2 separate regions of the Mus musculus genome follow, and region 2 is linked to region 1. Evidence: chromatin contacts called from public promoter capture Hi-C data. All regions are on one chromosome and are shown on one strand. Each heading gives the region's core, a stretch centred on a gene start, on an enhancer-like site or on the middle of the called end of the contact. The rest is flanking DNA. Distances are from core to core; before and after follow the strand shown. Region 1 overlaps Anks1b (ankyrin repeat and sterile alpha motif domain containing 1B). Region 2 holds the start of Slc25a3 (solute carrier family 25 (mitochondrial carrier, phosphate carrier), member 3).

Region 1 (4,306 bases), core at 987-3,486:
CTGATCAGGCCCGCCCCCTTGGCACTATAGCTGAATGCTCCTGTGGTTGTGTGAGCTGCTCCTTAAGTTTATTCTGCCTTCACAGCCCTGGAAGTCAGGCGCACAGGTGCGTGCCAGCATGGGGCGGAGCTTAGGACTTTTCCTTAGTTGGGTTTCACGGTACAACTCTGCAGGGATCGTCCCCAGCGCCTCCTGCGGTCTCTGCCTTCTCTGTCCCAGTCTCTCACCTGTGTGAACTTGCTTTTTACATATTCCTGTTGTGACCGCGGCCACCAAATCCAGTCCTCCCCCCTCCCTTTTCTTCACTAACAACCCTTATATGTTGCTGAACTTTTTTTTGGCTTCCTAGTAACGAAGGGTGGCCAGTGAGCTTTATGGAGCTTTCTGGAAAGTTCTTAAAAGCTTGCTCGGTCATCAAGGCAACAATACCAGTCTTTAGTCCTTACTGTCTTTTCTCCTGCCCGGAATGTGACTACTCAGAACAGTGCTCTGTCGGCCTCAGTGAGACAAGGAAGTCTTCCCAATACTGAGGTAGAGGCCACATGCTCGGGTTGGCAGTGTGAGAATATAGAAGTGCCTTAGAATTAGAAAGGATGAGAACTACCACTAGAGAGAAAAGTATTGGCTCAGGATCCATAAGGCCCAGCCCTCAGACCAAGTTCTCAGCACAGAGGAGGGTTATTTACCCCGGTGGGACAGAGGTCAGGGGTAAGGGACAAAGGAGTAAAAGGAAGAGGGAGACAGGGAAGGGAACAAGAGAGAAGGGAGGAAATGAGCAAGGGAGAGAGGAAGGGGTATTTGTCCTGGAGGACAAGGACTGCCTCTGGATAGAGAGGAGACAGATGTGGCTCAAAGGCAAATGGCAGTTTATAAAGGGACAACGATAAACCCCGTGTTAGGATGAGGTGTTTAATTTTAATTGGGCATGTTAATTAGGTGAGCCAAAGAGGGCTTTTGATTGCTGGGCTTCAATACTCTGATAACTGGACGTTGGTAGTCAGCCTCAGGAGGAATAAGTGGCCAAAGAAAGGAATGGACCTTGGTAACTAGCTTTAGGAGTGTAATCTTACATTTTTCTTGTTAAATCAAGGCAGAGGGAATGGGAGAGAAGGGCAAGACCTGCCAGAGCCATGTTTGCCACACTCAAGCTGGCCAGACTTCACACACTTCAACCATGTCCTGGACTGCCTATCTCTGACGTTCACGGTGCACAAAGGAAAATTCAACCACTCCCTTATAGAAGCCATGCTATGTCTGGCATTCTCGTCGCTAAGTTCTGTTTATAACTGATACTCTCATGTAGCAACGAACCTCCCGTCACTAACCTCTGCCCCCTCCACCCTCACTGTCATGTGACACATGCATTTGGAGGTCAGGGGGCAACTTGATGGCGGTGGTTCTCTTCTTCCACCTTGAGGTGGGTCCAAGGAATGGAACTCGGGCTTTCCTGGCAAGTGCCTTTTCCTGCTGAGTCATCTCACCGACCCCATGCTCCACCTCTGAACATTTCAAAATGTGTTGCTTTCCCACAAGAACTCAGCTTTCTTAGGAAGCCTGTGGATGCAGGGTCTTCCTTTCTACTCTTGCCAATTGGTTGGAGCTCAGGCACAGTTACCTGTTAAAGGCCGTCCCACAAATCACCCAGGCAGGGTCTCTGATGATAGCACACCTTGGAAATGCTGATAAACATGCCAGAATACCTTTATTCTCCTTGGTTTCCCAACTCAACCTTCTCTCTCTCTCTCTCTCTCTCTCTCTCTCTCTCTCTCTCAATCTCTCAAAAAACAAAACAAAACAAAACAAACTGGACTTGTACTTTTGAGACATGTGGAGAAATCAGCCTCTTGAATGTCAGAAAACTGTTGCTGTAGCTTCTTCCTGGGGCTGACTCAATGTTTCCTGAGTTCTGTCTTGAGGTCTCTTGGGAGCTCTGCCCCTGTATGGACTGCTTGATTGTATCACGGAGACCTTGGAGGAGAGTCATATAGGGTATTGAATATGGGTTGCTTTCAATGGCTTTTATGACCACGTTGTGAGCTGAGTTTGTGTGTAAGCCTGTCTTGTCTCAGCTGTTCCACTAGGTCAGTAAGACGATGTAGAAATGTTCTGAACTCTGGGGATCCTGCATGTCAATCACCTGACTCTGCCTTTCTCTGGCTGGCCGAATCAAGTAAAGTCACTCATGAAGCCGCAGCTGCTGCAGCTGCAGGAGGCAGCTGGGTGACCCCACTGGGGGTGAGCAGCATGGGATGTCTTAGCCTATGTCTCACCCTCTTCCTTCCCTCCATCATGATCCAGTCCTAGAAAGTCCTATAAAAAGCCTAGGCAGCTTTTTATAAACACAGGTCTCTGGGGGTTTGTAGAAGAAAGGGAAAGCTGTTTTGACAATGGATAGCTGTGATGTATAGCTACGAATCTCTGAGTTACACACTGAAGACAGGGTGTTGAGTTTGGAATGATGTGCAGAAGCAGGAGGAAGGAAAGTGGTGTGAATTCCCAGCAAGAAGAGAGACTTGAGATGAAGCCAGGAAAGTTAAATCCCTGTGGATACAGGAAAACACCTCTGTATGCTGGATGGTGGCTAGGCAACAGATCTAACCCCTGTATACAGGTTCTTCTTTGCTTGGGGATTTCTGTGGAAAACCGAGCTCTGCTCCTAGGGCCAACCTCAGTAAATATTTGTGAGGCCAAATGGGCTTGTGGGGGCCAGTATGATGGGTCGGCTGGCTGCAGAGACGCTGCTGGTCTCTATTGGCTGGTCATTGCTTCTATTAAGACAATGCTTATAACCACCATACTGCTTTTCAGAGGAAAGGTAACTCATTGAATGGCCAGTAGACAAAGAGAGCTTAAAGCTGTAATGTCAGTAAAGAGGCTTTATTCTATACAGATTTCTGAACGTGGACATTACATTCTAGCTCACTGGAAACTAGACTACTCCCCCAAATCTTCAATTCATTTTAGAAATAGGAGCAACATTTACTTGGAGTCCAAGTACAAATGTTTACTGATTTTGGAGGAGGTGGCCACACGCCCTTTAAGCTTAGACGCCTGTTCCATCTCATCCAAACATTAGATAGGCTGGCGACATTCCCAAGCAGTTCAATGTGAGAGAAACCACTTCCATGACTTATTAACAAGCCGAGCAGAATTTTTATAGGATCCATCCATCCAGATTTATTACAGAACACCATTTAATAAGAAAAAAAATTAAACGGATCGATTGAATTGAAGTCCTTCTGTAAAGGGAGCCATTTAAGTTTGCCTTTGATTAATGTTAGCATTTAAGGGCTTGTCACTCTCAACTGCTGGTTACTGCATTTGTCAAATATCAGGCTTTTCCTTTAAACAAAGTCAGCTATAAATCCCATCTCCCATGCCTGAGTTGGCTTTTCTGCTTCTGGCGTGTCCCTTTCGTTCTCTGCCTTGCTCTGGCCATGGGCTGATCCTGTGCCCCGACCTTCGATTTGGGTGAAGAATGGAGAGTGAGATTAGAGTTACCCCTGCCTTTCTCTCTGAGATGAACCACAATTGTCTGTTGTACCCTACCATCTGGAGGGGCCTAACTCTGCCACATGGCTGGCTTTGTTCTTACTGCTTCTTCAACCTGGTGCCAGCACAAGAAGATGTTTCACCACTACGCTAGTCTTGTGTCTTTTAATTTTCCCTAATTGGAGTGTGCTCCGTACTTCATGCTGGAATCATTATGAATACAAACACACATGTGATGAACAGAGAAAATAAAAACAAAGTGAACAAACTGGCCCAGTGGAAGCGTCAGAGTGGAAAACCCCTGCCTGAGGTATCCCAGGTCCCGGGCCCACTTCAACCCAGCTTTCATGGGTTTATCTCTTTTGGGTTCAAAGTCCCAGGCCTCTGAATGACAGGCAGAGAGCACCCTAAGACTGTTTTGGGTTTTCAAGGGTAGCAGTCATGGATTGGGCAATGGGTGATGGAGGTTGAGGGACCTGCAGCATGATGGTCGCTGACCACAGAATCAGTGTAGCTCTGACTAGCCCATCACCTACTTTATAGCAGGTACACGTTTTAGGGAAAAAAAGATGAAAGGACTTGAGGATGTATAGGATGTTCAGGGGATGTTTGCCCAAGCAAGCTATATGTTTTATGCTACATAAGCAGTCTGTTTTTTATTTTTTATGTATTTTTTTTGCATGTGTGTGTGTGTGTGGTCTCCTCTGTTTTAGAAATGTCTGTCTTGCCAATTTCCCCCTTATATGCCACTTTAAAAAAGACAATGCAAAGGCATCTTGGCTTATGGCTAAAATTCAAGCTTCGGGAAGACAGT
Region 2 (4,306 bases), core at 534-3,033, 150 kb before region 1:
AATTTATTTTGTGTGTGTGTGGTAGGTGTATGTGAACCATGGCAGACACATAGAGATCAGACAATGACTTTTGGGATTCTATGGGCCTGGGGAATGCAGTTTGGCTTCGTAGACTTGGTACAGGCACCTTTCTCTGAGTTATCTCAATGCTCACATCCTTTTCCTATTTTGGTGCTGGGAATTGAACTCACTGCCCCTTGTATCACCAGGCTATGTCTCTAGCCCTGAGATGGTTTGAATGAGAAATGCCCCTGTAGTTAGTCCCTGGTACTAGGTCCCTTGGTAGAGCCCTTTGGGGGAGGTTTGTGGCATTGCTGGAAGCATTATGTACCTGGGGGCCTACTGGCATGTCTGCTGTTTGCTGTCATGCCTCCCCACCATGATGGACTCTTATCCCTCTGGAGGTGTAAGCCAAAATGATGTTTTATCATAGCAGCAGAAATATGGCTAATTTAAACCTCTTCAGTTTTTTATGAAAAATGTTTTATAAATTTCATCTTTAAAGGTTTTTTAAAAAATGGTGGTGGTGGTGGTGGTGGTGGTGGTGGTGGTCTGTGTGTGTGTGTGTGTGTGTGCATGAGTGCAGGTGCCTATAGAGGCCAGAAGATGGTGTCAGATCCCCTGGAGCTAGAATCAAGGTGGGTACTAGGAATCAAGTACCAGACCTCTGAAAGATGTTTTGTAAACATTTTTTTTTTTTTTACATCTTCTTGATGTTTCATAAACTCTAAAAGTATTTCTTCTATCCAGGACCAATTACATAATTTGAAGGACCTAGGGCAAAATGAATGAAAATGTCTTTTGTTTGTAAATGTTAAGAATTTTTAAAGGACACAGCAGAGCACTGACTGCAGAGGTAGACTTAGTATAACTACAATAGTCAATACAGGAGCCAGCTCTAGTGGTGTCTTGGGTTAGATAAAAAGGCTTAATAAAGATGAGATAAACGTCCCAGGAAAATGTTAAACGCAAGAATTACAACAGGTTTGATTGCTTCTAAACTCTCCCTCGTGGAACTTGGCCCCCGCTTGTTGACATCAGAGTGATGATGATCTTGTAAATGTCTGAAGTACACACAGTCCTGTCTTACACGCACACAGTTCATCGGTTACTTTCATGTCAGCGCATGCCTGTGCCTCCAGGAACGAAGCCTTGACTGACTGTTCTCAGGGGCCATGGACATTCTGTGAGGCAGAAGCAGTTTTATGTATTGTATGAGTTCTTCCTGTATATCCTTTCCACCAGAACTTGGTGGAAAATTTAGACATGCCTATGTCAAAAGTCAGTGTGATGGAATTTTTTTCTGAAAAGTCCGATGATGGCAGGAATTCCGATCAAAGATCTTGTAGTGATATCCTAGCTTCCATACCTGAATAACGTATCACTTAAGCATTCATGTCTTTAAAAGTTTATGCCCGCAATCACTTAAAGACATGTAAAAATTCCTGGCGCCAAGGAGAAAACACCGGAAGGTGAAGGGACAGAGTGAGTAGGTCACCTGCCCGTCCAAGGCCAAGACTACACTTTAAAAAAAAAAGGGGAGTGGGGGAGGAGGGCGCTTTGGATCTGCGCCTGCGCAGTAGGAATCCTCCTGCGCACTAGCAGGGCCGGAAGGGCTGGGGTTGGACGTGGGCGGGGATAGGGTTGCTAGGAGGACGCGATGACGTCCAGGTTCTGCGCTCCTCTCCGCAAATGAGAGGCGCGTGGCGCAGTGACGCTCTGCGTGCGTCACGGTGACGCCGCGCGAAGGGCACGGATCTTCGGGCCGGGAGGACATTCGGCCTCTGTGAGCCGCAACCTTGCCCAGCGAGCGGTTGGGTGTTCGCCATCTTAGGCAAGTGAGCGCGACCGGGCCTCGCCGCGGCGCGGAGCCTTGAGTCCCTTGTGGCCGCCGCCTTGGCCGTGGGCCCGGCCGGGCTTGGCGTCCCTGGGGAAGAAGCTGTGACCTCCTCAAGGGCGCAGAGCCGGGCATGTCTCGCGGGGCTCCGGTGACATTGCCCGGCGCCGGGTCTCTCTCACCTCCGCCCTCTGTCTCCCCCGCAGGAGGATGTTCTCGTCCGTAGCGCACCTGGCGCGGGCGAACCCCTTCAACGCGCCACACCTGCAGCTGGTGCACGATGGCCTGTCGGGTCCCCGCAGTCCCCCAGCTCCGCCCCGGCGTTCCCGCCACCTGGCCGCCGCCGCCGTGGAAGGTGAGGTCGCACCCTGCCCTGTGGGAGCGCTGGTTACATGCTGCCCCCCTGCTCTGCCTCCCGAGTCCTGGGCAGGAACTGGAGGTCGGGGAAGGACGCTTCAGCCCTGGACCCGAGGACCGGTCTCTCGCTGACCCTGGGATGGCAACTCTGACACCCTAGGCCGCTGTCGGATCCTTGGCCCTCCCTCAAGGGCGTGGAAGGGCCCAGGCCCAGCGCCACTCAGTGACCTCCGTGTCCCGAAGGGAGTAGAGGCAGAGAGGTGGTAACCAACTTCTTTATCTTCCCCCGTGAGCCCGCTTGGTCAGCCAAGTATACTGGGTAAAATCTCTTTTTAACCACTAGCCAGACACAGTTGCAACTCCATAACGTTTATTTGACTTGCCTTTTTAAAAATTACCTGGAAAACTCTCCTTTGATCTCCTTTCCCAAGTTTTATCTTTTCATTTAATTGTATATGAGGTAATGGGGTTGGGAATCTCTTCCTTTTGTGCTACTGGTTGGTGAAGGAGGTGACTTGCAGATTATATGAGGTGTGCATTCCTTTGAGTTTATGTTTTTGGGATTTGAGCTGGGTGACTCAATAACTGTATGTTTTAAATCCTAGTGGAACATAAGTACAAGAGAAACCCGAAAGCTGAATTATAGGCCTCAAGAGAAACGTTACCTACATTGTGTGTGTAAAACAGAAGTCCCCACCCACACCCCAGTCATTCATGTGCTTCATGCGTCTTAAACGTGATTAGAAAACTCCTTTTCACTATCTCCTATCGTTTTCCTCTGATTTCAAAAGCTAAAGCAAATCTTTGTATGTTTTTGACTGCAGGAACTAGGTATGACTTACTTAGTTCATAAGTGAGTAGTTGGTTAATAGCTGGAGCAAACGTTAAAGTTAGCAAGCTTTGCACATGTTAAGTGCTCTTTTTGATTTTGGGCTGTCCTTGGAGGGTGCTCTTAGTAACTGCCTTTAGTTGAAATTACCAATGCAGGAAGTTTTAGAAAATAGTATCTCACAGATACTAATAATTTTAGTGATCTGATTTGACAGTGACTTTCATGTCATTTACATTATATGAGAACTCATCTTTCTACCTAGTTGTGGCTGGTGGCTAAAGCTGCATACTAGTGATAGTACTATACCAAAAGGAAATAGTTTTTTTTTTTCCTTCCCCTCGACTTCCTTAGTCTCTGAAGAAATAATTGATCTTTTTTCTTCAATCAAACAGAGCAGTATAGCTGTGAATATGGATCTGGCAGATTCTTTCTCCTCTGTGGCCTCGGAGGAATTATTAGCTGTGGCACAACACATACAGCATTGGTTCCTCTAGATCTCATTAAATGCAGAATGCAGGTTTGTGTTGCATGCTGGACTAAAACGTTCTGTTGAAACGTGAGTTGTAAGATATAGACTGCTACTAACAAGCTGTGTGGAAACCTAATTGCCCAGGAGGTAAGTTGATGCACACTAATACGAGTCCATATTAAAATGCACGGTGTGTCTTGTCTTATTACAGAGTACAGTTGTGAATTTGGCTCCATGAAGTATTATGCACTGTGTGGCTTTGGTGGGGTCTTAAGTTGTGGGCTGACACACACTGCTGTTGTTCCCCTGGACTTAGTAAAGTGCCGCATGCAGGTTTGTATTGTTGGCATGAGTGGTTTTATTTATATTTTATTATTTGCTATGATAACATTTTGATTATGTAAGTTATATATGTTATGTGGGTGGGTAGGTGTGGAAATAAATAGACCACTTTTGGGAGTTCTTTACTTAAACCATAGGGAACCCAAGCATAGCACTCAGGTTGACAGGTTTGACAGGCAAGTGTCTGATACTGACCCGCTGTGTCTTGTGTATGTGATTTACCTTACTAATGCAAAGTTGTTTTAAACTAAAGTACAATTATATTACTTCTTATCCCTTTGCTCCCAACAACCCCTCCCATACCTCCACCTCCCACTCTCTCAAATCGATGGTCTCATTTCTTATTATTGTTACATAGGAATTATGCTGGAATCAAGGTCTTAGTATGTGTGCTAGGAGTGCCCTCTACCACTGAGCTACATTTCTAGCTTTGTTTAGTTTTCAAAAGATTTCTACTTCATGTGTAAGG

What was found. Promoter capture Hi-C pulls out the DNA fragments that hold promoters and counts their contacts.
Region 2: a contact with region 1 is called in a promoter capture Hi-C map of pre-B cells. The contact joins the promoter of Slc25a3 here to the enhancer-like site in region 1. A contact is called at or near these places in 3 of 39 promoter capture datasets (the C10 cell line, hippocampal neurons and pre-B cells), 1 of 484 Hi-C or Micro-C datasets (embryonic stem cells), 1 of 115 datasets of contacts at active chromatin or transcription factors (embryonic stem cells) and 2 of 9 other capture datasets (adipose tissue and liver).

The regions. Positions count from the first base shown.
Region 1 is chr10:90,971,856-90,976,161 of GRCm38.p6, reverse strand. It overlaps Anks1b (ankyrin repeat and sterile alpha motif domain containing 1B), which reads right to left. Exons shown (of 27, transcript NM_001359241.1): 27 at 2,862-4,306. Among named protein-coding and RNA genes, the nearest start is that of Apaf1, 110 kb to the left of the region's middle. Within about 2 kb of position 2,236, at least 16 of the 459 cell types and tissues checked have an H3K27ac peak or open chromatin away from gene starts, as enhancers often do. A contact at or near this core is called in pre-B cells, where this site is marked.
Region 2 is chr10:91,121,444-91,125,749 of GRCm38.p6, reverse strand. It overlaps Slc25a3 (solute carrier family 25 (mitochondrial carrier, phosphate carrier), member 3), which reads left to right and starts at 1,783. Exons shown (of 8, transcript NM_133668.4): 1 at 1,783-1,834; 2 at 2,044-2,192; 3 at 3,707-3,828. The coding sequence starts at 2,048.